3 separate regions of the Gossypium hirsutum genome follow, and regions 2 and 3 are each linked to region 1. Evidence: chromatin contacts called from public Hi-C data. All regions are on one chromosome and are shown on one strand. Each heading gives the region's core, a stretch centred on a gene start, on an enhancer-like site or on the middle of the called end of the contact. The rest is flanking DNA. Distances are from core to core; before and after follow the strand shown.

Region 1 (2,700 bases), core at 41-2,540:
TAGAATCAAAGCCCAAGGATTTTGTTGCTAAAATTTTCCAACTTAAATATGATAAGTTTTCTGAGTAGGTAGTGCTAGACATCGGTTGGCATTGGTCTTGGCACTGCTCAAAAACTGCCTCAACACATTGAATTGTGATGGCTCTTCTTTAGGCAATCAGGTGACAGGTAGTCACCATTTATAAGTTTTTGCAACCAATATGATTGTTGAAATATGGGCATTATGATATGATTTTTTTTAAATAATTAAGGGAGGAGAATGAGATTTTGTTTGGGATCGAATCCAATCTCCAATATGATGTTTTACTTGTAAAGGATTTAAGCATCTCTCAATTATTGAGCTTGATGCCTCGTCTGTCATTAGTCAAATGAAGAGTACTGCAACTGGTAACATTATGCTTGAGCAGGACTATTTTGAAGACATTTTAGCTTAGTTGATTGCAACATATCTATATGAAGGGAATAGATGCACTACTCACTTGCAAAGGAGGACGATAGTTTTAGTCCATCTAGGATTAAGGTCAGTTTTAGAACTTTTTAATGATATGTTGTCTATTTCAATATTCTGTTTTTATGGTTGATAAAGCCAACTATAATGTGTACGACGCGCGCTATAGCTTAAGTAATGCTATGTTATTCTTTTCTTAAAAAAATATTTTTAAAAGTCTTAAAAACACAGGTTAACAAAATCCTTATTTAATTATTATTCTTTAAATATATTTTTACAAAATTAACTAGAAGGGATAATAAATATCAAAATTATATATTAATTTTGATTTAATATGTAATGTCATACATGAACTTTAATATTGTGTGATTTTATACATAAAAATTTGATTTGATCCTATTTTTAAAAATTACTAACAATATTATTAAATTAATACCGTTTTACGTTCGAGATATTGCATACACAAATAATTTTATTAATCAAATATAAAAAATAAATGTATGTATTTATTTATTTAAATGTATATAATTGAATTGAAATTGAAATTTCATATATATAATTACATCAAATCAAAATTTATGTATTAAATTAAACATTAAATTAAAAAATTATGTATAAATTTAATATTTTATCGTAAATAAAATAATAATCGCATATAACTTTGTTTAAAGTAAGTTCGCATTGAAACCATGAATCTATAAAAATAGCTTTTAACCAGAGTAAAAATCAGAGAAAGACGAAAGGGGCTTACTAGCCCAAATCTCAAGGCTCAAAGTTGGGCCTTTTTGGACAAATAAAATGACAGACCATTTATTCATAAAAGAAAAAAAAAAGGGTCCATAACAAAACAAAGCTTTCCACTTACCTAACACACAGATTATTTATCCAGAGATCGTTGTTTTTTATTTCCTCCTCCTCTCTTTAGGGTTTCGACACTCCGATTCTATCATCAGAGATGTGGCACGAAGCTCGGAGATCAGAAAGGAAGGTCCACGACATGATGGACGCGGCTCGAAAGAGAGCACAAAGACGGGCCATATTCCTTTCCAAAAGACGCGGCGACCCTCAACAATCCATTCAAGTCGTCGGCTCTCGCTGCCGTATCCACCGTGACGATGCTCTTTATCATGCCACTCAAGATCAGCAAGGCTTGTAAGTCAATTTATCAATTTTCGGTTAAATATTACCTTCTTAGCCTTCCATTAATTATCTCAAATTTATTCCTTTTGCTTACAGGATTCCTTGGAATGGAAAACAAGATATTTTAATCGATAGGTATATATTTTTTATTTCTCATTTATCTTCATTTCTAAGATCCTTTTAGACGATGCTTTTTTTTTAAACTGATTAGCATTTGCTTATATTTTAGATTCGATGGCCGAGCTCTTCTTGATTTTATTCGCGAGCCAGGGACACGACATTTTAGGAATCAAGAGAAGTCTGAAGAGGAAGAAGAAGTAGAAGAGTTTGTTAATTTCGAGCGTTATCGGGATTTAATTAAGCATCGCCGTAGAGGATGTCGGTACTTTTTTATTTCTTGGAATTGATAAACTCTGTTTTTGGTTCACTTTTGTTTGTTTCGTGTCCCTCCTATTTTTTGGTTATAACGGCAAAAGTCTGTTATAAGAATAGCGATTAGTTTTCAAATAAGCTTTATGTGCTGAGGTTTGTATCTTTTGACAGTTACCGACGAGGATGGTTTACAACATGTGAATGTAGAAATGGAGGCAAAAGTAATCGCACCGTTCCAATCAGACAGGTTTAGTATATTCTTTTCTCAGCTATTTGTGCCGATTTGATAAGATAGGTGATGCATGTGATGGTGCTCAAAGCTTTTCCGAAAAATAAAAATTTATTGGCATGCCATCTGCATAAAAGTTTCCAACAGTGTCTTGCTCTTTGCAATTTTTTTTTTCATTCTGCATAGGGCTTTAGGGTGATCTTAGACATGGAGATAAGATGGTGGTTGCAGGAGATGTATTTTCCAAGATTTATTCTATTTGGAATAAATGTTGAGATGCGTTAAGTTTTTATAAAAGATCCAATTTATAGACTTGTCTTGCATTTTACTTTCTCTCATATGATTTTTAGCTATTTATAAATTAACTTTGATAGGTTTATTATTTGTTTTAGTAGTCTTCTTTTAAAGCAGGAAAAAAGCTTTTTTTTTTTTTTTCAGTTCATATATATGATGAAGATCATTCAGTTAGCCTGTTTTTATAAGGTTTTGTTTTGACTGTTTCTAGAAGAGAT
Region 2 (2,700 bases), core at 172-2,671, 150 kb after region 1:
AAAGCCAGGTATCGCTAAAAAAGGAAAGGAAAATCCATGCATGGATGGAGAAACATTGAGTTTGAAAGTTAAAATGCTAATATATTCTCCCCAATCACCGATATTACCTTATATTAATGTTAGAGTTTCCGATCCCTGGGAAACTGTCAAAGGATGACAATAGTTTCTTTCAATTTGCTAATCAAATTCCTAGTTAATGATTCTTAGACTTATTTCATCATTTTGCAGATAAAATTAAGTTTGAAATGAATTGAAATGATATTTTTCTCGGGGTTGAATGGGGTGGCTGCAATAGAGATATAAAGAATATATTCAGAAGTTTAATCTGATAATGAACGCATAAGTTGAACTTCTCTGTGGCATTAATAGTAACAAGTAAATTTCACACTTTACAAGTAAACCAAAGACATAATCATGGCTACCCATTACAGGAACCAATAAAACTCTGAACTCTATCTTTTATCTAAGCATCTGCATATTGCCCACAGCTTGATGATGGTGATGAGATGGCTGGCAAGCTTTAACCAGGGAATTAGAGTACCCCATGTTAGCCACTGGTGCACTTGGAATCCCAACTTCCATCGGCCTGTTAACGGCAGCTTGTTCCAAAGACTGCACTTGTTTCTTCAAAAATTTGACATAATGAATCGCCTCGTCCAACATTGAAGCTGTATCCATTTTGGTGCCTCCTGGAACAAGCCTCTGCAGAATCCTTATCCTCTCGCTTATCCGTTCTCTTCTATGCCTGGCGGCCACGCTCTGAGGATCCTTTGAGATCTTAACGTTTCTTCTTTTTGGAGGCTTGATGGATTCTGGGTCTATATGGATAGGTTGCATTGCTGCTATACGGAATATCATCTCCCTCATTGCTGCCATAGAGTTCTTCTTATCTACTGAAGAAGGGTATGAATTTGCATTGTTGAAAGGAGTTGGATATTTGAACTTGCGGTTGCTACTGCATATATTATGGGGTTGAAGAGGTGGAGTCATGGGTTCTTGAACTGGGTTGCTGCCATTGCCAAAAGGCAAGGTCATGAATGTATTAATGGAAGAAACATTGGGGTTGGGGTAAACGGGTAGTGTGGGAAGGATGGTGGTGCTTGAAGTCCCATTGGAGAAGTGGGTTTCAGGTGGCAATAACGTGGGAGAAGTATGGAAAGCAGGCTCACAGAAATCGGGAAGCTTTTCTTCCATTTGCATCATCATTGTCATCACATCCATGTGATCATCTTCTGTTGAGGATTTCACCATGTCAACATCCATTGAATCTACTGAAAGACGGAATGGCAGAGGGATGGGAAGGAGCTGAAGATATATAATGGCTTTTTATAGAATTAGGGTTTTTAATCGGAGATATGTGCAGAGAGATAAGGAGATGAGATTAAAAAGTGTAATAAAAAAGCACCCACCAATGTCCAACAAGGAAGTGGAAAGGCCTTTATATAGCAACTCGTGACCATTTTTTCTTAAAAAAAAAGAGTAAAATTTCATGCAAAGATGATATAGGAAACTCCACTCTCGGCCAAACCTCATTTATGATTTGATTATTTGATGTTAGATAGTGACCGCCCATTATGTGGGACTAACTCCAATCGCTGACCCTATCAACCATCCGATCTATATAGTGAACCTTAAAGGATCAAAGCTAATAACACGTGTAAAACATCAGAATAGCCACGCGTTTTGGCCCACAAATTCAATGGCTTGGATTGAAGGAATTTTCTCAAATAAGATGCATGAACCACTTTATTTCTACACACTGACCCTTTGAGTACCGAAAGAAAGAGCTTGCTTTGCATGCTTTTTTGCCTTTATTTATTTATTTTTACTTTGTCCAAAGAAGACCATGAAACCCCACAGTCACATGACATTTCTCAGAAGTTGCCCGACTCCGGCACCGGATAAAGATTCCGGTAACTGTGAAGTGGGGTTGAGAGGTCAATATCTCAATTTATATAATATTATATTAGCAGTGGCAGTAGATACAGTTTGGGTCTGTTTGGCACGCTTTTTAAGGTGGATTAGAAGGTGACGGTGATGCAGACCTCCACTGCAAGTACGCAAATTCTCCTTTCGGGTGAAATTTATTTTCTTTTGTTGCTAACTGCTACTGCTTGGCATTCCTCAGCCTGCCCTTTTCAGTTTTCATCCATTCAGGGGAAATAAAATGTCACACGAAGGACACCATATGTGAAGAAAATTTTAAGTGACGTGAAAACATGGTTTGCTTCATACTTAACTCTACTCTGAAATTTGCATGTATAAATATAATGTGTCAAGATTAATGTAGTTTAAAATGAGAAGCATGACAAGTAGTGAAATGCACATGTGGGGGGCTCTCAGACCCAACATTTTTCCTCTAACTTTATTCAACATTCGTGGAACCATATCAGAAAATTACCCAGGGACCGAGTTGAAAAGATAATTAAAAAAAAAATTGATTTCTAGTAGAAAAACAGTATTTTGATTACAACTTGTTATTCAAAAAAAAGTACAGAGCAGATAATCACAATTTTCAGAAAGTGGTCCCATTTTCCTGAGCCTACAGGTTTTTTTTTTGGTTTCATTTCACTGATATTTTTCGATGTTCGCCAAAAGATGTCTCTTTTTTACACAGCTTTCTGAAACGAACAAAACAAAAGCCGCAATAGAAATTCAAATTTTATCAGATTGTAAAGCTTTGACCTTGGTGGATTGGCA
Region 3 (2,700 bases), core at 101-2,600, 180 kb before region 1:
GGTAAGGTGTATTTGTTCTTGACATTTTCAGGTCTTTTTATATGCATATCTCTGCTGGTCATCAAATCCAGTGCAGCTCATTTTTTGCAGACATCTTGATCAATTCATTCAAGTGAGAAAAAAAGAAAGCAATAGGACTTTCGTCTGGAATTTAAGATGGCGAAAGCAGCTTCATATGCAAACAGTTTCATTTCATGTGTTTCTTTCTCTTGAGATCCATTGATAGCAGACTCCATAACTATCTTTTTTCCTGCTGCTCTAACTTTTGACTGTTAATTCTCCACTGTTGTCAAACAAAAAAAGGTAGTGTTTTTCTTTCCATGGGATCTTTGAGTTTTTGAGTAGAAGTCGAAAAGGGTTTTAGTTGGTTGGTTTACCTGATAGAATTAACAACTCTTCACCAACTATCTTACATCAACATATACTAGTTCTTTTTTTTTTTGTATAAATACATATACTAAATTAATCCTACTCTCATTAAATATATCAATTTAGTTGTTATAATATTAATGGCCAAATTAAAATAAATTTAACATTTGTTATTTAAATAATAATAATATTTTTTAATAAAGTTAATATTTTTAAAGTTATTATGTTTCTGGAAATGAATTTTTTTTGTTAAGAATTGAATAGTAATTAACAATAAAATATTTTTTATGCTGCAAATGTTAACTTTGTTACACTTTAGACTTATTTAATTTTTTAATAGTTTAGAAACTAAATTAATCTATTTAATAATTGAGAGATTAATTTAATTTAGTCCCTCTAATATAGGGAGCTCCCAAGCATTTTAACCATTGTTTTAAGTTAGACAACTGATATTATCAAATCATAGTATACGTTTAATAAAAGTAGTCGTAGTTATATTAGGTAAGTATAAATTTTAAGTTTAATTAAAAAACATTAATAAATATAATAAAAATTTAAAGCGTAACATCAATAAAAATAAGGGTAAAGTCACCCAAAGTCACTCAACTATTAGTATGTTTATATTTTAGTCACTCAAGTTTAAAAAATTATAAAATAATCACTAAATTATTCAAAAATTTTTTATTTAAGTCACTAATCTGTTAAGCTTTTTAAAAACAAAACTCTGGTTAGCGAGCTTTAAAGAACGATTAAATGACCGATACAATGGATTAGTGCCCATCGACAACTAAAAAAACATACTTTATATCCAAGGCAATCTAACGGCATGTTTGGTTCAAAGTAATGGCATAGCCATTACAACCCTATTCTGTGGGCCCACCCTAAATACCTGTTTAGTTGAATGGAATACCCTATTACGAGGTTATTCCATTAGGGGCCTATGTAGTAAAATTACCTGATTTCTATTTTGTTTACTCACCACCGATTACTGATTCAATGTTGAAGGAGACCTTCACCACAAAAACTCTCCCCACTTTGCCCTCTCCTATTTTCTCACCTGAAACGCTCCCCACTTTCTCTCTCCGTTCCTTCCATATTTCTCTCTTCCAATTTTTCTGCCCTCTTTTTTCTGCTTTCTTTTTCTTTCTCTAAATAGAGTTTTTCTTTTCCTCTCTTCCATTTCTTTTTCTTGATCTATAAATCCCATCGATTGTTAGAAAGAGCAAGAGGGTTCTTAGAGGGGAATTGAAATCTAAATCGAAATCCGAAAATGTTGACAGTAAACCGAGTGATAAACCGGGCACGAGCTTCGATTTGAAATTGTCAATACCTCTTAAGTCATGACCCAAAGATTTCCCCTTCACCTCCTCAACATTTAGCTTCAAAATCATCCATTCGCTTCTTCGATATTTACAAGGTAATTCCTCCATCTCCCCCTTTTTAACTCTAAAATATTTGATTTTTTAAGTTATAGTTCTTTTTAACTTTTTGTCTTGTGTGTGCAGCTTGCAAGCAAGGAAAAAATGGAGAAAGAACGAGCAAGACTGTAAGTTTAAGCTTTGTTTATTTATTGAAATTTTGTTACGTGCTCTTTTTTCCATGAAATTTAATATAAATAATTGTTTTAATTTGATTTAGGGCAGTGCTGATGAATTGAATAGAGTATATTTTGATGATATGTTGAGCTAAAACAACACGGTGGTAAGGTATTAACTGATTTGTTCTTTTTATATACATATAGGTTATATCATTTGCAAATCTGTTCAAATTAGTTGAATTGCAACTAATTTCTGAGTAAAATTAATGTTACTTTCTGTAAACATTTTAAGTGTTAGTTTTTTTTCTTTTCTTGCAGATTGCACGGGAAAATAAGATTCTAATTCCTAGAATTGCGGCAAGGAAGTTTCCTGCCATGGATGTTATATATTCTAATGGTAGAAAATCAAAGCTGTCGATTATTTTTGATGCAAGTGGCGTTGATGTTAGCAAGTTGGCTGTCCCTGAAGCATCTTTAGTCTGTCTATCATTTAGAGCAAACTCTCAGGTATGGTTTCCTTTTTCTATGTTTGTTTTGGATGAAATTTATGTATTTCTTAACGATGTTATAAATCTTCCATTTTTATCATGATAAGAGAATGTTGAATAGATAGTGCATTGCTTTAAAATTGTGATAAGAGGCATATCAGCGACTCTATGGCAATGGAGGGGTTAGCACTAAATTGCAATCATGAAAACAACAAAAACATGAGAAACAAAAGATGTTGGTTGCCAACTTTTCTTTTCTCTTGTTTCTGGTTATTGTTGTTGGTGATGCATTTTAACTCCTTTTCC

Evidence for each region. A called contact is a pair of places that touch in the nucleus more often than the background predicts.
Region 2: a contact with region 1 is called in a Hi-C map of leaf, with 3 times the contacts expected there. The contact joins the promoter of LOC107905548 here to the promoter of LOC107897746 in region 1. A contact is called at or near these places in 2 of 34 Hi-C or Micro-C datasets (both in leaf).
Region 3: a Hi-C map of leaf shows a contact between it and region 1, with 2.3 times the contacts expected there. The contact joins the enhancer-like site here to the promoter of LOC107897746 in region 1. A contact is called at or near these places in 9 of 34 Hi-C or Micro-C datasets (anther, callus, leaf and 2 more).

Annotation. Positions count from the first base shown.
Region 1 is chrA11:32,040,915-32,043,614 of Gossypium_hirsutum_v2.1, forward strand. It overlaps LOC107897746 (CLK4-associating serine/arginine rich protein), which reads left to right and starts at 1,291. Exons shown (of 13, transcript XM_041081575.1): 1 at 1,291-1,599; 2 at 1,684-1,722; 3 at 1,817-1,965; 4 at 2,131-2,206. The coding sequence starts at 1,403.
Region 2 is chrA11:32,188,301-32,191,000 of Gossypium_hirsutum_v2.1, forward strand. It overlaps LOC107905548 (transcription factor HEC2), which reads right to left and starts at 1,422. Exons shown (of 1, transcript XM_016832220.1): 1 at 343-1,422. The coding sequence starts at 1,263. The coding sequence ends at 460.
Region 3 is chrA11:31,855,886-31,858,585 of Gossypium_hirsutum_v2.1, forward strand. It overlaps the pseudogene LOC107958798. Among protein-coding and RNA genes, the nearest start is that of LOC107897706, 8.8 kb to the left of the region's middle. Within about 2 kb of position 1,351, at least 9 of the 9 cell types and tissues checked have an H3K27ac peak or open chromatin away from gene starts, as enhancers often do. A contact at or near this core is called in leaf, where this site is marked.